6 separate regions of the Mus musculus genome follow, and all the other regions are linked to region 5. The links are chromatin contacts, called in public Hi-C and promoter capture Hi-C maps. All regions are on one chromosome and are shown on one strand. Each heading gives the region's core, a stretch centred on a gene start, on an enhancer-like site or on the middle of the called end of the contact. The rest is flanking DNA. Distances are from core to core; before and after follow the strand shown.

Region 1 (3,693 bases), core at 644-3,143, 920 kb before region 5:
TACCTAGAAAACAAAGATCCTTCGAAGGCACATTATCTCTATCTATCTATCTATCTATCTATCTATCTATCTATCTATCTATGTATCTCATTAAAGGGATAACTATTCCTTCCATCTCCTTAACATGGCTTAAGCAGATTCAGCCTTCTGTGGGAATGTCCCTTGGCTAGGTGAGTGACAGCCCAAATGGGTTATCTATGTCTCTCTCTATTCATAGGTAGATTCCGTTCTTTTGACCAGGAGGGTTTCCTTTAGTAATCCTTCAACCTGAGTTGGGTGGGACTCACTGTTGTCAGTGGTGCTTTTGTATTAAAACCTTTTGGGAATAAGTCCCTGAATAAATCTGGTAAACTACATTGCTTCTGGAAAAGCAGAGCATTGCCTCAGACTAGCCCAGACATCTGAGCAGCTCCTAATTAACTGACTGTACAAAGTGCCCCTGGCTGCTATATTCATACTCCGCTGGCTCCGGGCAGAACGATTCTGTATTGTTATGATAATGGAAAGGCTGCCATTTCTTTGCTATGCAAATTGTATGCATTTCAGCGAGTAAATACTTCCTGTCTGCCTGCTGCATGGATTTGAATAACAAAAATATAAAAAGTTAAGAGTGGGCTTCTGTGGTTGAGAAAGCTTTACAATAAAGAGATTGCTCTCTCTGCCAAGTGACTCAGCAGCTGCCCCAGTGGGATACAGTGAGGAAAAGCTTGAGATCTCTTGTGACAAATTCCAATTTTCATGTTTGACAGACTGAGGAAACTTGTAAACTTGGGGACTCAACTCTGAAGTTCTTTCTCCCCCTTCTTCTTCTCCTCCTCCCCCTCTTCCTAATAATTTAATGAAATGCAGGCTTCATCCACTGAAAGGTTTGGGGTTTTAGTGTTCAAGGAGGAAGACCTAGAGAAATTTTTTTTTTTTTTTTTTTTTTTTTTTTTTTGGCTAATAGGCTTATTAAGATTGTTGTGTCATAGACAGACAAGCAGCCAGCAGCATGGCAGGCAGGGGATCTAAGAAGAGTTATGCCCACTCCAAGGAGAGTAGACATTCCTTATTGCAGATTTTATTGCAAGGTGGGTGGGAAGGGGGTCACCAGGGGGCAGTGAGCTAATGAAAGTCACAGTGCTGGATCAGCCTCTCTCTTGGCCTTCGTTACTGAGACTTGATTATGTTGGTGTGGGAGGCAGGGATATAGAGAAATGAGTTGCTTTGGTTCTGGGAACCAAGTTCCTTCTGTTCCATGAAGTGTTACAGTCCAACCAAAATGGAGGAGCTTTGCAAACTGGTGTTGCCCTGGAAAACACCCACCCAGCTGTGGCATGGGTCAATGCGCAGAGAAAGCAAAAGTAGTGCTGCTTGGCAAACACGGTCGGCTGACAGAAGCCGACGGATTGTGTTTCATCCGCGCTTTGAGCATCCAAGGGTGACAGAAAATGAGATGGTGTAAAATGCTTCATGTTAATCAAAATGCCTTTAAATAAGGTGCCTTAAAACCCTCCATCCAAGTACCGCTATGGGTTTCTTTTCCAGGAACATTGTTAAACAGGTGAACATCGGCTATGAGATCTCTAGTAAGGCTGCAGTGCCTGCGGAATGGCAGGCATATATGCTTGTCAGAGATCTCTGCTTTACATTTCCTTTCTCCATAACAGGACTATAGGCATTCCGGCCTGTGGCAAACGGTAACAGTCGGAATCTGGGCAAGCTTTGGAAAGGAAGACACAAACCTCATTTGTTTCCACTTAAGGCCCAGGCCTGATTTCAAAAGGAAGGCCATAAGGCTGGACCAGCTCCAGGGACAGACCATAAAACCCAGCAACAAGGTCAGAAACCCCCTTCCAAAGAACAGCCTGGGGATAACCACAAAAAAACGGGGAAATATCTTATCTCAGGATGGGTAGTCCCATCACGTCCTGTGGTTAAACGTTCATGACACAGGAATGCAGACCACTGACCCCCTGGCACAAACCGATCAGAAGCTGACCCTTGTAACCCCTAGCATCCACCAATGAAACTTTAGATGACCTAGTCCTTCTAGAATATTCCCCTAATTCCCTGTGTGCCTTTGTCTAGGGTCACCATTTTGAAGAGTGGTTGACCCCTGCATGCAGGTTGTTTCTGCAGAATAAACACTCCTTGTCTTTGCAATAATATCTGAATCTGGGCTCTTCCTTCAGCAACTTTCAGAGAATACAGCAATGTATTTCTCTGTGTGCCGTAAACAAAAGAGAGATAACTAAAAAGTTTCAAGTTTAGGATAAGGGGGCTTGGTGATGGATTGTCCTTTGGCGTAAACGGATTGTTGTTGATGCCACAGTCAGACAGAAAAGACAGAAAGGGGCACACAGTGGCTCTGAGGAGATGCAGCTTTGGTGAGTTGTCACCCCAGCCTTGAAGGGCTTGTGGTGATGCAGTTGCCTTGAAGTCACCAGTCAACTCATCAGCTCGCCAAGCTGGACTTCAGTGACTTGTCTCTGCTCTGTTGTTGATGCTCTATCAGGGTTATGCAGATATTTGCTAGTGTCCCTCCTGGAAAAGTCCTATAACACCTTCCTTCCTTCCTTCTTTGTTGTTTTTGTTTTCTGAGATAGGGTTTTATTGATGTCAGGCTGATCTGAACTCACTCTGCATCCCAGGCCAGTCTTGTACCCCTGATGCTGCAGGTGCTACCTCCTCGGTGCTACGGCTATAGGTATGTGTCATGTATCCCATCTCTCTATGCTGCACATTTCCAGCGAGATATCCTGTATGCTTTTAAAGACAGGATGTCTATCTGCAGGAAGAAACAGAAGATGCAATCTAAATATCTTAGTGCACAACTGTAGCTCCAAGGGAGAGCTGGAGTCCTTACAGAGAGGAATCCATCAGTAGAGAATGCAGACACTGGTATTTAACTAGAGTCCTTGGCCCGCTGTGCAGTGACTGTCTCTGAGACTGCTGTTGATCCAGGAAAGATGGCGGTGCTTGATGAACACAGTCCTGAACCTGCTCTATCCATCCACACTTGGACTTTCCTCTTGAGCTCTTATCTGTGTAAATGCAAGTGCTTCAGAAAGTACTGTGTTACATCATTTGATAATTTGTTGATCCTAATTATCAATAACTCTCCTCCATTAGCAAAACAGCCTTTCTTCCGTCTTGTCTCTACATGAATAGTATACAACATTTAGCCTTCCTTGCAAAAGGGAGAGCCAAGAAGCTTGCTGGGCACCTCCTGGTTGCTCTGTGTGACTTGATTATGAACAACTGTCTCATGGGGCTTCCCTTCAGTGTCCTTGACTGGAACATGTGTAGGCAGTCTGGAACTCTGTGAAGACCACACCGAGACCCCAGATATGGGTTCATCATCAGCAAGGGCAGCAAGCTTCAGCCCTGGGTTGTCTAGAGGTCTGATTTTGTCAGCATTCTTCTGGCCTCCACAGACACGTTGGTACAGGTACCCATGTGTGAAAACACACACACACACACACACACACACACACACGTATAATTAAGAAAAAAAGTTAAATGCATATTCAATGTGCATTTTGTTATAATATGTAAGTAAAAAACATTACATTCTAGAAAGACAGGCCGAAAAAATGATACATGCCAATATACTACGACTTGGACAAAATTTCAGGTTATTATTGATTGTCAAGCGACAACGTGGGCTTTCCCATAAATCCTAACCAAGTGGAGTATTATTATTATTTG
Region 2 (3,400 bases), core at 547-3,046, 890 kb before region 5:
TGGTAGGCTAGAAGGGAGGGAGAATCCTTATTAAAATAGGTTTAGAAAAAGACAGAGTCAGTCAATTCTTGGAACATATCATGAAACAATTTATGATGAATATATCACAAAGTTATAGAGGAAGAACAAGTTTAAAAAAAAAAAAGACAAGGTGGCCTTCATGTTAGGACATGATTAGAGAAAAACACACAGTTAGGGAACAGTATACAAATAAATCAAGTTCTAACATTATGTTTAACTAGGAAAAGGAAGAAAAAAAATGGAGCGAGCTGTCCCCTAATACTGTCTCTGGCTCTACAACTCTGGGATTACAAGAATGTCAAAATGTTAATTTTTTTTTTTTTTTTTGCATGCATGGGATCAAGCTCGGATTCTTGTGTGTGCTCCCCAAGTCCTGTAGCAACTGAGTCATCTCCACAGTCATACACAGACCTTCATAATGGAGAGACTGTGGACATGTGGACTTCCTGCTCACAGGCATATTCAAAGTAGGGCTACATTTGTGAAGGCCACTCTCAAATGGCCTTGTTAAAAATGGTCTACTCCCTTCTTATTTTAGTAGCCATAGCACTAAGGCCAGAGTCAAGCTGAACTAAGGAACAAAGATGTTATCTTAACTGTAAATAGTGAAAGCATATCTTAGGTAAGATTTCAAAACAAACAAACAAACAAACAAACATGTTTCCTGTGAATAGCAGGGCAGAGATTTGCTTTGCAAACCAACTTCAAAGGATTATATCCTCTGAAATTACAGGACTCCAGAACTTACCCAAACAGAAAAGTGACTATATTATAGCTTACAGAATCTGTAAGCTAAGCCTAATTTAGAAGATACAGGCCCCATTTTGTAATTCTTTTACCACATCACCAAAGGACAAAGATAAGGATAAAAAAAGAAAAAAAGAGTTTCCTCCAGCCATAGAGTGCAAGTATGATATAGGTAGATGTTCCTGTCCAGCGCTTACAAAATGTCAGTACAGCATATTCTCTCTCTCTCTCTCTCTCTCTCTCTCTCTCTCTCTCTCTCTCTCTCTCTCTCTCTCTCTCTCTCTCTCTCTCTGTTAATTCTTTGAAATGGTCATGAAAAGCTGCTGAGCAGCGTGGTCCCCCAAGCTTACCCAAAGAGGTGATGTCAGAGCCCTGTCCTGTTAAAACGCTTGAATTCTTGTAGTATGGTTGCCTTTCAGGCAGGGAATTTCTTGGCACCTCTAAGTGACAGGCTGTCTTGTGATTTAGCACATGTGACTACTATTGTCGACTTGACAGAATCTAGAGTCACCTGGAGACGGGCCTCAGGCTTGTGGGAGGAGAGATTATCTTGATTACTTAAGTGTTGTGCAAAGGCCGGTCTTGACTGTGGGCTAGACCATTCCTGGGTACAGGATCCTGGACTATACAAATTGATCTCGGTAGCAGCGTGCTTCCACAGTCGTCTAAGTTCTGATTACCGATGCGATGTGATCAGCCATTTCAAGATTTTTTTTTTCCTGCTTTGCTTTTTTACTCTGAACTATGAGCCAGAGCAAACCCAGTTTTCCTTAGCTTGTTTTTGTCACAGCTACAGGAACAGAAACCTTGCCCAGTGACCAAGTCTTATTGCGTGGTAAGCAGTGATTAAGTACACTAGGGTAGGAGCATAGTTTTAAACACAGGAATCCACTGTCCTTTCAACGGAATGATTTTTGATTCATTTAATTTTCAGAAAATTCTAGTCTCTTGTCATCTATTCCAGAAGCTTTCGGTAGAGGGCAGCTGAAGGCTCCCGGTGAAAAGCAGGCCACCGCAACGAGCAACCACTGTGCTTGCAGGAGCTTGAGGAGGGTGGAGCCGGAGGCCGGGAGGCTAGAGCCAGAGAGCACCGCGTGGGAGGACTGCACAGGGCCAGGCGCGCGTGCGGGCGGTGCAGGGAGCGGTGCTGGAGGTTGTAAGGCTGTGCAGAGAGCTCGGGCGGGTGCATAAGGCAGAGAGGGGCAGACAGAGAGGGGCAGCACAGGGGGCAGGACGTTGCATTGGGCGTTGCACTGGAGGTGCAGGGCTCTGGACATTGCACTGGGGGTGCGGTGCACAGGGCGGTGCGGGGCGCAGGGCAGCTGACAGCGTCATCAGGCGGGAGCAGCGCGCACTCCGCCTCAGCAGCCACCGCATCGCGCTGCGCGCAGCGGGTCCCGGAGCTGCGCCTGGAGACCTGCGGCTCTGAGCCGGCTCTCCCCAGGTAAGCAAGCCACCACGGCTCTCGGCTGGAGCTGGATACAGCTCGCGGGTGCCCGGCGCTTTTGGCCAGTCCTGGGAGCCAGAGGAGCAGGATTACTCTCTGGGGCTGAAGATCAGTATGTATCCCAGGACTTGGAGAGGGGGACCAGCCAGCCTCATCCTGCATCCTTCCAGGAGGGGAGGGCGAGGACGAAGCCATAGCTCAGTTGGGAGAACGTTAGACTGAACACCTAACATTGCTTTGAAGGGGCAAAACCTCAGGGTCTTACCCAAGATTAGGGATCCCGTCCTAACAGGAGTTGCGGTTGGGGAAATTCTTTGACTGCAGGTATTCTAATGAATGCGGAAGATTCCATCGATTTAGGAAAAGTCTCCTAAAGAGGTACAGCTAGAGAAAGAAACATTCAGAGCCAAGAAGAAATGGCTAGGGGATTCCTGATGTTTGGATCCCAACCTCTAGACTTAACGCTCTGGAAAGGGACCCGCCCCAATGTCTCATTTCCTATTTTAAAGACCAGGCTTGGGATATCCACGGGACTCCCCTTCTTCTCCCGGTGGGAGCTCAGGCAAGTCTCAGCATCTAGTCCAGGCAGAAGAACGTGGGTCTCCATCAGAGGACAATGACAGCTGGCTGCCCAAGGGTTGGACTTCCCCACCCTGCTTTGCGATTCCATGTCCCAGTTCATATTCTTTGGGGTTGGGGGATCTTTGGAACTGGACACCACACATCTCGGTTGTTCCATGCCTTCAAAGGTGGAACACAGTATAACTTGGGTGGAGGAATCCGTGCCCAGCCAGCCTTGTTTAGGAATTCATTTCACATTTTGGTTCTTGTTAGCTTTTAATCGGGCCCCCGTGCATACTAGTTTATACTAGCAGAAGTTTTGTGATTTGCTTAAAAGAAAAAAAAACCCATAAAATATTATTTTAAATGACTATTTTCTAAGTAACAGCAAAAAAGCTGAAGTATTTTAGATCTCAGATCAGTCTAGATGTGTTCTTTCCCACTGGCATTTGGGTTCGAGGAGGTGGAGTGGGTGGTAGAGAAAAGGGAATAAAATTAGAATAAATTTAACAAATTTGTATGGGAATCATACTTTAAAAAAAGAAATTGTTGTTGCCTAAAATTGCAAACTATTCAGTTTTATCTGTGCCCTTCGAACTGGAGAGGGCCCTGAGCACAAGAAGA
Region 3 (3,257 bases), core at 185-2,684, 950 kb before region 5:
CACATACACAGACATACATAAATATACCATACATAAAAGTATGTATATGTATATGTATATGTATATGTATATGTATATGTATATGTATATGTATATGTATATGTATATATCACACACACACATACACATACACCACACATAAAGGTATATACACATATATAAGTACAACATACACCACAATACATACACATAAAGGTATATACACATACATATGTATACCACACACACATATACATAAAGATATATATATATATATATATATATATACCACACACACACACCATACACACATACACATAAAGGTATATACATATATGCATACAACACACACACACCACACACATACGCATCAAGATATATATATATACACATATATACACACCATACATACATACATACATACATACATACATACATACAGGTGTATATACACACAACACACACATACACCATACATATATACATATACATCTCTCTCTCCACCACACAGACACCATATGTACAGCTATGTACATATACACAAATACACTCACACATAAAATACCAACAACCGACCAAGTTGCAGACATTTCCTGATAAGACTGTCTCCTGATTTTTCCTGCCATCATCTTGGGACAAAGTACTCAGGATAGGTGGAGAGCCAAGTGACAGTATTCTTCTGGTTCCCACCCCAAGTCCCATCCCAGGGAATCCCAGCTGGGTGGCTGGGGTTGAGGCCACAGTGAACGCTGTGCCCAACAAACTCCATTTCAGTAGGCCGTGGGGGCCTGGCTGAAGCTGCTGCTGTCTAGGCTCTATTTTTACTTCCCCATCTGCCCACCTCACAAGGACAATATGTACAGGGTCCTCAAGGCCTCTAGAGAAACCAAATGACCCACATTCGACACAAAGGACCTGTCACACCTGCTCAAGGAAATCTTGGTTTCTCTGAAATTCCTGACTATGAAATATTCCAGGAAATTACAGTGGAGTTACTCCCGAGACTTCACAGCTGTATCTAAAGACACGAATTAACCCCAGTGCTTAAAGAAAGTACCGGCTATGTGCTCAGGGAAGAAAGATGTCTCTGCCATGTGAGAACTGCAGTAATTATCAACTCCATAGCTCAAGATGAACGAATGTCAGCCAGGGCATGATGTAGCCCAGGGGACGGTATCGGCCAGGAAAGCACATACTCGGATACTGGCGTGCTCTCTAATGCCCACCCATGGTGCAGAGAGCCATGAGGTCGCCATTATTGATTGCTACAGATCTGACTTACCTTCCTGTCCTGGAGTCACAGAAGGCCTGGGCTCCCGGGCACCAGGCAGCATGGAACGTTGAAAGGACCAGACTGGCAGTCTTGAAAATGGGAATGGCTGCAATGGAGAGAAGGCAGAGGAGAGCAAGTGGAGGTTTCCTGCTGTTAAGTGGTGTCTGTAACTAGGGAAGTGGCTTTTCCTCAAAGTGTCAGCAAGCAAGACAAGCCAGAAAGCAGAAGTAAGAGGGTGTGTGTGTGTTGGGGGGGGGTGGTGCTTGATAATTTCATAGTCAAAATGAAGTTACAGTCAGAAGGCAGGGATCCCAAACAAACACCTGCCAGTGGAGGAGGATCTTGGCGATTCTTGACCAGGATTGTCACGCTGATTCTTAGACCTAAGCTACACAACCTGGCTAAAACTGTGTGCCAAGCTTAGGGTATGTCAATTTTTCTTCTCATTATATTACTGTATATCATGTTTGACGATTTACTAATTCTGTTGATCATTTTAAAGGCTCCAAGTAGGTTTTCTTCATTTTTGTTTAGTTTCCTATTTTTGGCTTCAGAGTTTACCATGTTACCTCCTTTGACCATCGTGGCCTAGGCTTAATGTACTGTAATTCTTGATAATTCTTATAAAACTTAATTTCCTATAGTGAGAGCACATCCTTGCCTAAAACTATAGGTGACTGAGTTGACACAGCTCTCTTTATCTTCTACATCATCGGGGTTTGGGTATGCCGCTCCAGGGTTCATGTGCTGGGAGCTTGGCTAAGGTGTGGCACATTCGAGTGTCATAACCTTTGAGAGGTGGGTTCTGAGGTACAAGGGAGCGAGTTCACTGAGGCACCAGCCTTGGAAAAGACTAATGGCTATCTCAGAGGACTAAGTTAAGTCTCAGTGAACTGAGTTAGTTACTTTGACAGTGAATTGTTATCAAGCAAGGTCATCCCACCAATTTGGTCCCATCCACAACCATGATTCATCACAGCCTTCCACCATGTGGTGCCATCTGCCAGGATGTCATGCCATGTAAGGGGCTCACCTGACGTGGCAGCCTGAACTTGGGCTTTTAAGCCCTAAACTGCGAGCCAAACTAAACTCCCTTTCTTTATAAAGCACTCAGTCTCAAGGATTTTGTTATAGCAGTGGGCCTAGTGTTCGGGATTTCTTTCTAAGCACTACTTTTAGCATCATTTGAAAAATGTTGGTATAGCATATTTTATTTTTTAAAAAATATCATTATTTTATGTATATGAGCATTTTGCCTACATATGTGTATGTGTATCATGCATGTGCTTAGTACCTATGGTTGTCAGAAGAGGACAGCCGATACCTTGAGAATGGAGTTACAGACAGTGTGAGCTGTCAGTGGGGTGCTGGGAATTGAACACGGGTCCTCTGCAAGAACAACAAGTGCACCCGGTTGTTGAGCTAATCCTCCAGGGCCTTGAATTCTCATCTGTATGCTAGGTAAAATATTTTAAGAGTTCTTTTGAGACTTTTATCAACTCACAGGTTATATAAAAGCCCATTATTCGCTTTCCAGATACTTTTTTTTGTTATGGATATATGGTTTGATTTTGTTGTGTTCTAAAAAACAATTTACGTGGCTTTTTAAATGTAAGCTTAGTGGGTTTTCCAAGCAGGTACTTTATTTTGGTAAATATTCCTTGAGTGCTTGAGAGGAATGCCTACTTTGGTTGTTAGAGTCAATGTCTTACAAATGTCAGGCTGGTTGACAGTGTTGCTCTGGTCTCATCATGGCTATTAATTTTCTTTTGAGCTATCAGTTATAGAAAGAGAGGAACTGGCATTCCAGACCACAATAGTGGCTTTGTCCTTTTTTGTCTTCCATTTTGTCAGGGTTTCCCTTATGCATTTTGCTGTCCTGCTGATCTGTGTATACATGGCTAGGTTGCTATGTCTCCTTGGGTATCTGACCCTTTTGTTATTATGTAACTGTTTCCCAGACTCCTCTCCAATGTAGAGGTTTTTGTCCCATAAGTAACCCAGA
Region 4 (3,268 bases), core at 421-2,920, 570 kb after region 5:
TCGGTCAATTAAGCAAAGCAGTGCGCACTAGAGCGAAAGGTGCAAATATTGACACTGATTTCAGTCTCCGCAGAGTCCCGGCACTCAGTGCTCAGCGCTAAGGAAGATCAATCACTGCGCAAGCAAATTACACTGTGTACTGCTGGTGAGTGGCCTTCTCTGGGAGGCTTCTCAGCCCGTGTTTGACTAACGGAATCCCCACTACCAGTGAAGAGGGATTCCATTTGCCCTCTCTGAAATAGGGTCTCGGGGAGTCCAGGTTGGTCTTGAACTTGCCATGTAACTGAGGATAGCCTTGGACTCTTGATCCTCCAGCCTCTTCCATGTACCACCATGCTTGTTTTTATGCAGTGCTAAGATTGAAATCCAGGCCCTCCAGCATGATAGATAAGCACTGTACCAACTGAGCTGCAGCCCCAGTCTCCAAGGAGCTTTGATAGACACTGTCGATGCTATGGAGGTAGGGCAGAAGACTTCTGAGCTGTCCCCATTGACAAGACCATAAACTGCACATGGAAACACGTGATCGCCACAGCTAAACAAATGGAATAGAGTTCTGTAGAAAATAGCTTCCAAATATGAAAGACAATGTATGGGGAGAAGTGAATTACAGTGTTTACGTAACACGCGGTTTGTGTCAGTGCTTGAAAGCGCTGGATATAGAGTTCAGAATAAGACTGCAGCAGGAGAATACTCAGGTTCATTTGCCCTGCATGGCAAAAACAAAACAAAAAAACAAAAAAAAACACAAAGCAGAATATAAATATATGGACTAAAGGTATGTATGTGCAGATGGATGGATATATGTATGGATAGATGGATGGATGGACATATGTACATATATACACATAGGCACATATACATATATATATATATATTACATATGTATGGATGATGGATGGATTTAACATGATGGCTAAGGTGGAGCTCACATGCTCATACATCCTAGGCATGGCTATCTCTGGTGAGGCTAACTCACACATTCACATTTTGGCGAGTGTCACTTCCTCTTGACCTCAGAGATGGGGACAGAGAGCCCAACTGTCAAGGAAAAAGAAGAAAAGGGGAAGAAGAAGAGGAGGCAGCTGTGGAAGAGGCACAGCTTTCGTTTTAAAACCATAGTCTTGGGTGTGTGTCGGGAGGGGACAGAGCTACAAATGCCAGATTGGTCTGAAACAGAACAAAGTGCGGTCAAGCATCCAGATGTTCCTTTTTGGATAAAGACCATCTCGCAGTTACTCATTCAGAAACGAATTCTAGGTGACTGGGCTTCCTTCCAAGCATTTGCCAAGCATGGATGTGAGTTCCCAAAAGGCTTGATAAATATTTAACTTGTCTGGCCCCAGCTTGTTTGGGGTGTTGGGACTCAAGACCAGGCCTTCTCGCATGCTTGACACATATCCTGTCTGTCGCTGAGCTGTATCCCCAGCTTCTCTCCATTTCCCAGATCCTAACGTTGTAAATGTGGAAACTACTAGACTATAAGGCTCCTACTTTCACTGCTGGTCCAGCTTATCGCTTAATGGGTTTCCTTTTATTAAATCTCTCTGTGTCTCTGTGACTTTCTGTCTCTGGGGTGTGTGTGTGTGTGTGTGTGTGTGTGTGTGTGTTGTGTCCAGAGTGTAGGCATGCATGCACGTGGTAAAGCATGTGTCCAGAGGTCAGAGGAGCACGAAGCATCTGGTTACGCTGTGTCTGCGTTCAGAAAGCAGAGGACAGACAGGGACCGGGCCTAGGCTAACAAATCGAAAGGCAAAATCACTAAACTACTTCCTCCGATGAAGCTCCGCCCTTTTAAAGGTTCCACAACTTTTCAAAACCCTGGGGACTAAGAATCCAAATTTATGAGCCTATAGGGGACATTTTACATTCAAACCACAACAGAAAGTTCCGGAAAGGCTAGCTGCTTAGGTCTTTGGAACCCTCCTTGGAAGAAGGCCCCTTTCCTGTTGCTTATCTTTCAAGAGCAGCTACGTCTTCACAGTTGCTGTTCTCAGTTCGGCATAAGTTCTAGCCATCCTGAGACTGGAGAGATGACTCTGGAGGACCCCAGTTCAGTTCCCAGCAGCCAGGTTGGGCATCTCACAGAAGCCTCTAATTGCAGCTTCAGGTATCCTATCCCTTCTTCTGGCCTCTGAGGGTACCTGCACACACACACACACACACACACACACACACACACACACACACAATTAGGTAACTAACTAATCTATTATACATGCATATATCTATCATCTATGTATCTGTCTATCTAAATACATATATTGTAAGCATCCTGAGTCAAGTGTGACTGAGAACAGTGCTCATCTAAGGTGGTTTTGGAATGTTCCCAGAAAAACCCAAGGTACAGATGCACCATAATGGGAGCGCATGGAGATGCAGACACCAGCACACTTAGCTGTGACAGAGACACCCAGATGAAGTTAGGAGAAGCTGGGCGTGGTGCTACATGCCTTTAATCCCAGAACTCAAGAGGCAAGGGCAGAGAGATCTCTGTGAGTTTGAGACTGGCCTGATTTATATAGTGAGTTCCAGGAGAGCCAAGGCTCCACAGTAAGACTCTATCTAAAAAACAAAGCTGGTCACTATGGTGATAGTCTCTTCTCTATTTACTCTTGCTTCCTTGGGTCCCTCCTCTTTGTGGAAGATACAGCTGTCCAGCCACCTGCAGAAGGAACAAGGGGAGGGGCTGTTTGGGGTTGGTTAGTTGGCTTTTGTTTTCAGACTGGGTCTTATACTGCCCAGGCTAGCTTCAGACTTGCGAGGTAGCTCAAGAAGACCTTGAACTTCTCTCACGTTTCTGCCACCAGTCCTAGAATGCTGGGGTGGCAGGAGGGCACCACATCTTGATTATGCCACAAGCTCCCTACCAACTGTACATCCCCATCACTCGGTTTTAAAGTAGATATTTGTCTTTCTGCAGTGGTGGAGACAGAGCCAGGACCTTATGCATGCTAAGCAAGTACTCTACCACTGAGTCACAATCACCAGGGCCAAGTGGAGCCACTGTTAACCAGATATATATCAACACACACACACACACACACACACACACACACACACACTGAAATGTATATACACATACATATACATATATGTCAGTGCCATGAAGCTGCTGTCACCAGGTGTGGGCCACCAGACTGCCACCACTTTGCAGTGTAAAGGAAGGAGGAAAAAGTTATTCCTTCAGCCTTTGTAGGCTTTTCTCTTGGGGCCTTGCTAATTAACCTGACAAAAGGCAGATTAACAGTAGAAAAACAGGTATATT
Region 5 (3,155 bases), core at 176-2,675:
CAGCAGTTGCTCCCCAAAACACGCACAACTTATATACTCCAAGTTTAGAAACTAAAACTATCTCACTTTGACAACTAAAGAAATGTATATAAACCCATATGCTAAACATTTCCATCCAAATAATTATTTGCCTAATTTAGAAAGACAGTACAATTACTTTCGGTCATTTTTGGATATTTCCAAACCAAGTTCTGAGTTACTATAACGACCAAATATTAAGCCAATTATCACATGGTTACCATTGTGAAGTTTGTAATTACTATGTAAAGACTGTTATGTATTTAAATTTTTTAGTAAGGGGGAAAAAAAAAACCCATGAGACTTCCCTACTTAAGAACATTCAAGTTTATAGCATTAGTGCATCGTCAAACAGCCTGGAAAAAGTTTTCTGGCTGTGAAGACTTCTACACTAGCGGACTGAGAGAATGGGGGGTGGGGCGGTGAAGCCACTCTTTTAAAAAGTGTCTCATCCCTCAAACAGCATTCTGGACACTAACCTAAAAGGGCAGCAAACAGAAAACAAGGTCACTATTTGCCCAAGGGAGGAACAGGTTTTACCCACCTGGAGTCCTTGACTGTGTCCCAGAATGCAACGCTCTAATCCCAACCCAGAAGAACCCAGCGACGGAAAGGCCTTTGAAACCACACCCCAAGTCATAAGGGATACAATAAAGTTAACTACAATCCTCCCTTACTTTCCACAATCCCATTTGCTAATTATATTAACGTAGGTACTACCTTCCTGCGCATCTCAGGATTTAAAACTCAAAACTTCCTCAAAAGCCCCAAACGTGGCCAATATGGACTAGCAGTTGAAGGTAACGTAGCCACCACCACCCCAATCCTTCCGAAGGCAATCTCGAGTTTTCAATTTGATCTTGAAGCCCTTTAACAACGCCCCGTGTTACAGCGTCTGGAGCCGTTACCCATCAGACACTCGATAATGCCCGTCGGGTGCGTTTCCGGGGACTTCCCCTCCCGGCCAGTCCGGGCCAGTGCGGTTTGCGGTCGTGAACTCCCAGACTAGGCGCTGCCCACCCATCTAACGACTCCCCATCTCCTGCGATCCCCGCAACACTACACAAAGCAAGGCTGCCCGGACGGACGGAGGCCTCTAAGGGGGTCCGAGTCCCGACCACCAGGTCTGACCTCCCAGCGCGGCCCTCCTCCGCAGGCGCTCCTCACCGGTACTCGTAGTGCTCATCGAAGTACTTGTCTGAGTAGTAGATCTGCTTGTGGGCCATCCTGCCGGCGCGCAGAGGAGTAAGCGGGATCAGGAAACCGGGCGCAAGGGGCTCTACGTCCGCCTAGGGCCGACGCAACGACTCGAATGAGGCCAACGACCGCAGGCCCAACGCTCTGGATTTGAATCCGACAGCCCTCCGCCGATTGGGCGAAGCCACCAACCAATCACGCTCCGCGCAGACCTCGAGGACAGGTAACCAATCAGAAGCCTGTTGCAAGATTGCGAGGGCGGGAGTAAGGATTGGCTAACGATTCAGCGAGGAGCGCCCGGCGACCCCAAGAGATATTGAGAAGGGCGGAGCCGAGTCGTTAAGTGCCTCGCAGCGCGTGCGCAGTGGTTTAGAACGTGCCTGGGGGCAGAACCGTTGGGTGGTGGGCGGACACGAGATGAGGTATCCGGGGCTCTGGGGGCCGGAGCGGCACGAGACGCCTGGGGGGCGGTCTCTGTGGTCAGGGAAGTCCAGCTGCGGAGCGTTCCAGAGGGTAAGGTGCCCTCCGCTGCCCCTGATGGCAACGCTAATTACGCTTGGCTGCGAGCTAGTCCCATCTTAAAAAGATGTGCTCATGTAAAAGGAAGTTGAAAGGGTGTTAAGTCGTGGTTTCGTGCAGCAAGTTACATATAACAACCATTTTCTACAATGAGCAGGTGTCATTTTTCTTTTAATATTTTTGCGATTTGTTGCAGTGGATGAATTGCTCTGGTGTGGCTGTTAGGATAACAAAGTAACCCACGGCAGCTGGGCGTACTGGCCCACACCTTTAATCCCTGTACTCCAATGCCAGGTCAACACCCCTCCCTCCTCCTTTTTTTTTTTTAGTTTGGTTTGGTTTTTGTTTTTTCGGAGACTGGCTTTTCCTGTGTAGCTCTGGCTGTCCTGGAACTCACTCTGTAAACCAGGCTGGCCTCGAACTCAGAAATCCATTTGCCTCTGCCTCCCAAATGCTGGGATTAAAGGCGTGCGCCACCACCGCCCGGCTGTTTTTTGTTTTGTTTTGTTTTGTTTTGTTTTTGAGACAGAGTTTCTCTGTGTAGCCCTGGCTATCCTGGAACTCGCTCTGTACACCAAGCTGGCCTCAAACTCAGCGATCCTCCTGCCCCTGCCTCCCCAGTGCTGGGATTAAAAGTGGATGCCCCATCACCGTCCAGCTTCAGCCTAATATCTTTAACAGATGGTAGGATAGCAAAGTGTGATCCTGTCTAAAATAATAAAAACGGAAGTCAGCATGTAACTACAATTTTATTTTTTTATAGAGTTGGGTAATCAGGTGCCTGCAATCTTTTAACGACAGGTTTCCCGACTTCACTTGGCCCTCAGTTAAAGAGAACACAAGATCGTCTGACTTCTTGCACAACTTTAAAGTTATTTTTAGCACTAAAATAATAAAGGTGCTAATTGCCTACCGATATTATCACGTGAGACAACAGGTGGGATTAAAATTTCAACATGTAAATAGGAGGATGTAAGCATACACTCTATAACACAAATAATATGGAGGTATGAGTTCTGTTCTGAAAGATCTTTAATTACTATCTAAGCAGTGGTTCTCAACCTTCCTGATGCTGCAGCCCTTTGATGCAAGTGGTGATCCTTAACTTTATAATATTTTGTTGCTACTTCATAACTATAATTTTGCCACTGTTATGAATTGTAAATCTCTGATACTCAGCTCCCATGGGAGTCTAGTAGATTGAGAACAGCTGATCTAGAGAAAGTGCCCTGCTTTCCAAGTCTCCACTGATAGGGAATCCTTTAGATCTCCTGCTCACCAGAACGGACATTGGCTTACACATTGTTTCCCTGCACTATTTATTCTCCATGCAGTGAATGTAGAGAGCATACTTACTTTGTTTATTATCCATGTCTAGAGCACAGTAGAGTCCCTGTGCATGGTGGATACTCAATAATGAG
Region 6 (3,334 bases), core at 163-2,662, 970 kb before region 5:
ATTGTGCCCTCCAGGAGGGAGGGAGAGACAGAGAGAGACAGAGACAGACAGGGAGAGACAGAGAAGAGAGTCCAGAGAAAGAAAGAGTCTAGAGAGACAGAGAGAGAGGCAGACAGACAAAGAGAGAGAGATACAGAGACACACAGAAGTGAGTCCAGAGAGAGAGAGACAGAGAGACAGAGACATACCTGCCAGAGGGTGTCAAACTTCTTCCCCTCAGGAATGGAGAGCTTCCCGGTCTTGTCCCTGTCAATGCGGTAGTGCAATACTTTCCCTTCGTGCAGCAGGCACAGAGCATAGGAGCCGCTGTTGTCTCTGGCCCTGATCCTGCGAGAGAGAGCACACACCATATTACCCCTACTGCGACCTTTTGACCTAGGAAGCAGTACCGTCACTACAGTTGGTGGCCCTGGTGGGCAGCAGGTGCTCTCCAGCACCAGCAAATGGGCAGGTGGTGGGCACGCAGCACCCAGACCTCGAGATGACAGGAGGGCTCTGTACCAGAGCCAGCGAGTTAGCCAGAGGGAAACGCCAAGGGTTGGAGATGGACTATGGCAAAGATCCAGCAGGGCCATGGCGCTTTGGAGATCAGTGAAAGAGCTTGGGGGGGTGTGGCTCAGGGCCACAGGCACAGGCTTTGGGGTGTCTGTGAAGCCCCTAGACTCAGGTGAAGGACAGGTGAGGAGTCTAATGAGCTTGTTAACAGAACTTTCTGGAGCACACAAAGGAGGTTATGAACTCTTCTACTCCTATGGTCTTCTTCCCTTTCTCTTCAGTGCCAAGGCCGGGTTTAAGACATTGTTTGACATTAGCAGGTAGCATCCCCCACCTGAGACGGGAATGATAGCCACGTGGCATGAGCCAACAGAGACAGCCCAAGGCCTGAGGCGTCTGTAGGTGAATGAGACTTCATTGTTCCACTGGTACCAGGAGCTACATGTAGGACTTCAGGCCCCCATGGCGAGTGACAACATACAGGTGCACCCTTGAACCTCGAGACACAGGCACAAGGCAGTCCTGACATCATAGGAGGAATCAGTACTTAGGAAGGCCCCGGAGAAGGTGAGATCTGGCTGGCATGGCAATAGGAGGTGTGACTCTCCCAGTTCAGAGCCTCATTCCTCTGAGGCCATGCTATTCGCCGCCTTTCCAGCAACTCATGCGTTCTAATCATGAGATCTGGGGAAGGGCGAGTCCGTGGGACATCTGCGGTCTGGGAGTCCCTGAGGCCTCTGTGGCCTCTGCATTTGCTAAAGGAAGGAAGATGAATTTTCAGAGCATCCAGCATAAATGCACTGGACTTGGGAAGAGCTCAATCAAGTCCCAGCAGCCTGGAGAAGGGTGTCTGTAAACTGGGGTGGTTTGTACAGCTTTCTCCAAGCACACAACATCAAGGCCACAGCCACAGTCCAGGCTGAGCTGGGCCTTGGGACCGGAAGTGACCTCACTTCCCTTTCTCCTGCCATACCCATCTCCTCAAAGTAGGAGGAGGTTGCAACTTTACGAATGATTTCTTTTGAAATGGCGCTTGCCTGGCAGAGTGGCCAGGGCTCCCTCCAGGCCCCTGCTTGAAGCTCAGAGAAGCTGGTGAAGGGTGAAAGACCCTTCTCCGCCATCGTAGATTTGTGTTTTGAAATTTCACCACTGTGGAAACACCTCCTCCCTCCTACAGTCAGTCACGAGCACCCTGAGGTGCCAACTCCTTTGGGATGACTATGTGGCTGATAAAAGCCTGGTTGGTCATTGGGTAACGCCCAGTCACACAATAAAACACCATATATGAATAAAGGGTTGAGCCTGTTTTCTAGGGAAACCATTCACAATGTGTGCTGGCTTGCAGAAAGGACAATGTGTGAAAACACACACACACACACACACACACACACGTGTAAGGGGCTGGGATATGGTTCAGTGGGTGAGAACACTTGCGGTAAATCAGGCTGGACATCTTCACATGTGCCTGTAAGCCCAGCGACGGAGGTTGGAGAGAGACAAATGCTATGAGCTCCCAGGCTGACCAGCCCAGCTGAGGCAGTGAGCCTCTGCTCAGAGAGAGACCCTGTTTCAGAAGAATAAGTGGGAAGTGATAGAGGAAGATTCTGGAAATCTTCCTTGGGCATCTGCATTTGCATGCATGGGCATGCACATCAACACACATAAGTAGGCATAGAATACAGAGAGAGAGAGAGAGAGAGAGAGAGAGAGAGAGAGAGAGAGAGAGAGAGAGAGAGAGAAAGAAAGGAGGGGGAAGAAGGGGAAGTGGGAAGGTAAGGGGAGAGAGAGAGGAGGAGGAGAGGGAGGGTAAGGGGGAGGGTAAGAGGAGCGGTAAGGAGAGGGAAGTTCGGTAAGTAGTAGGAGGAAATGTGTATGTGTATGTACGTGCATGCTCGGCAGACAGACCTTGAACTTGCCCCTCATAGATGTGAGAGAGGAGGGTGTGACTTTTGCTGGAAGGGCTTAACCCTCTTCTCTACCTTTGTGTGCCCTCCAGGGTAAAAGAATGTGTGGGTGGTGGTGAGACCAGGCAGTGAGTGGAGGGCCTGGGAGATAATGAGATACTGAAGGCTTCGGTGTGTAAAACTCTAGGGATGCGGTCTGCATCTGATACAGAGAGAGCAGGACAGCAGGTTCACTCCAGCCTGAGTACCACTCAGTCTCTGTGGCTATCGTCCAGGGGCATCTGTGATGGGGTCAGAGTTGAAAGGGGAGGGAAAATGTCTGAATGGGCAGGAGGAGAGAGGATGGAAGATGGGCGGGGGAAGAGGAGGGGAAGGAAAGAGAGGTGAAGAGAGAGGGGAATAATAGGTGGGAAAATGATCATTGCTCAGAGCTAAGAATGCACAGTAGCCTTTCCAAGAAGGCTAGGAAAACAGGAGACAGGGATCCTGGAATAAGTGACATTTGGTACAGAAACGCTGTGCCTGCCAACACCTTGAAGTAGCAACACTGGGTGTTGTCTGTGCAGATCCTGAAAGCAAGATCGGTCCCTAAAGCAAACCAGATCTGAGGCATGCCAAACTTGTGTTCTCTACCCATGCGTCTTCTGAAACATCTTCCACAATCATCTCTCCCTGCACTGTGGAGAGGGTGCAGTAGGAAAAGTGCTTGTCTTGCAACCAGGATGATCTGAGTTCAACCTTTAGAATCCCTATTAAAGCAAACAAACAAGCCAAGCAGTGGTGGCGCACGCCTTTGATCCCAGCACTCGGGAGGCAGAGGCAGGCGGATCTCTGAGTTCAAGGCCAGCCTGGTCTACAGAGTGAGTTCCAGGACAGCCAGGGCTTCACAGAGAAACCCTGTCTTGAAACCCTCCCCCACCACCACCACCAAAGAA

What was found. Promoter capture Hi-C pulls out the DNA fragments that hold promoters and counts their contacts. Hi-C and Micro-C count contacts between places; a contact is called where the count stands out from the background.
Region 1: a contact with region 5 is called in a promoter capture Hi-C map of the HPC-7 cell line. The contact joins the enhancer-like site here to the promoter of Cks2 in region 5. A contact is called at or near these places in 5 of 39 promoter capture datasets (the C10 cell line, the HPC-7 cell line, HPC-7-derived erythroid cells and 2 more) and 6 of 115 datasets of contacts at active chromatin or transcription factors (the 230-238 cell line, astrocytes, bone marrow-derived macrophages and 2 more).
Region 2: a contact with region 5 is called in a promoter capture Hi-C map of the HPC-7 cell line, with 3 times the contacts expected there. The contact joins the promoter of Diras2 here to the promoter of Cks2 in region 5. A contact is called at or near these places in 8 of 39 promoter capture datasets (the 3T3-L1 cell line, the HPC-7 cell line, cranial neural crest and 5 more) and 1 of 115 datasets of contacts at active chromatin or transcription factors (large pre-B cells).
Region 3: a contact with region 5 is called in a promoter capture Hi-C map of neutrophils. The contact joins the promoter of Syk here to the promoter of Cks2 in region 5. A contact is called at or near these places in 9 of 39 promoter capture datasets (the C10 cell line, the HPC-7 cell line, HPC-7-derived erythroid cells and 5 more), 3 of 115 datasets of contacts at active chromatin or transcription factors (the 230-238 cell line, large pre-B cells and pro-B cells) and 3 of 9 other capture datasets (adipose tissue, liver and macrophages).
Region 4: a Hi-C map of liver shows a contact between it and region 5, with 3 times the contacts expected there. The contact joins the enhancer-like site here to the promoter of Cks2 in region 5. A contact is called at or near these places in 2 of 39 promoter capture datasets (cranial neural crest and liver), 1 of 484 Hi-C or Micro-C datasets (liver) and 5 of 115 datasets of contacts at active chromatin or transcription factors (embryonic limb bud, embryonic stem cells, epiblast stem cells and 2 more).
Region 6: a contact with region 5 is called in a promoter capture Hi-C map of neutrophils, with 6 times the contacts expected there. The contact joins the enhancer-like site here to the promoter of Cks2 in region 5. A contact is called at or near these places in 9 of 39 promoter capture datasets (the 3T3-L1 cell line, the C10 cell line, the HPC-7 cell line and 5 more), 2 of 484 Hi-C or Micro-C datasets (myeloid progenitors and stem cell-derived neural stem cells), 4 of 115 datasets of contacts at active chromatin or transcription factors (T-cell acute lymphoblastic leukemia, bone marrow-derived macrophages, large pre-B cells and 1 more) and 2 of 9 other capture datasets (liver and macrophages).

Annotation. Positions count from the first base shown.
Region 1 is chr13:52,559,176-52,562,868 of GRCm38.p6, reverse strand. No RefSeq gene overlaps it. Among named protein-coding and RNA genes, the nearest start is that of Gm33168, 10 kb to the right of the region's middle. Within about 2 kb of position 1,893, at least 5 of the 459 cell types and tissues checked have an H3K27ac peak or open chromatin away from gene starts, as enhancers often do. A contact at or near this core is called in the HPC-7 cell line, where this site is marked.
Region 2 is chr13:52,529,232-52,532,631 of GRCm38.p6, reverse strand. It overlaps Diras2 (DIRAS family, GTP-binding RAS-like 2), which reads left to right and starts at 1,796. Exons shown (of 2, transcript NM_001024474.2): 1 at 1,796-2,212.
Region 3 is chr13:52,595,059-52,598,315 of GRCm38.p6, reverse strand. Syk (spleen tyrosine kinase) reads right to left here and starts at 1,434. Exons shown (of 14, transcript NM_011518.2): 1 at 1,262-1,434.
Region 4 is chr13:51,069,938-51,073,205 of GRCm38.p6, reverse strand. No RefSeq gene overlaps it. Among named protein-coding and RNA genes, the nearest start is that of 9430083A17Rik, 29 kb to the left of the region's middle. Within about 2 kb of position 1,670, at least 104 of the 459 cell types and tissues checked have an H3K27ac peak or open chromatin away from gene starts, as enhancers often do. A contact at or near this core is called in epiblast stem cells and liver, where this site is marked.
Region 5 is chr13:51,643,502-51,646,656 of GRCm38.p6, reverse strand. Cks2 (CDC28 protein kinase regulatory subunit 2) reads right to left here and starts at 1,425. Exons shown (of 3, transcript NM_025415.3): 1 at 1,186-1,425. The coding sequence starts at 1,244.
Region 6 is chr13:52,617,794-52,621,127 of GRCm38.p6, reverse strand. Syk (spleen tyrosine kinase) reads right to left here. Exons shown (of 14, transcript NM_011518.2): 4 at 189-327. Among named protein-coding and RNA genes, the nearest start is that of Syk, 23 kb to the right of the region's middle. Within about 2 kb of position 1,412, at least 28 of the 459 cell types and tissues checked have an H3K27ac peak or open chromatin away from gene starts, as enhancers often do. A contact at or near this core is called in the HPC-7 cell line, bone marrow-derived macrophages, myeloid progenitors and 1 more, where this site is marked.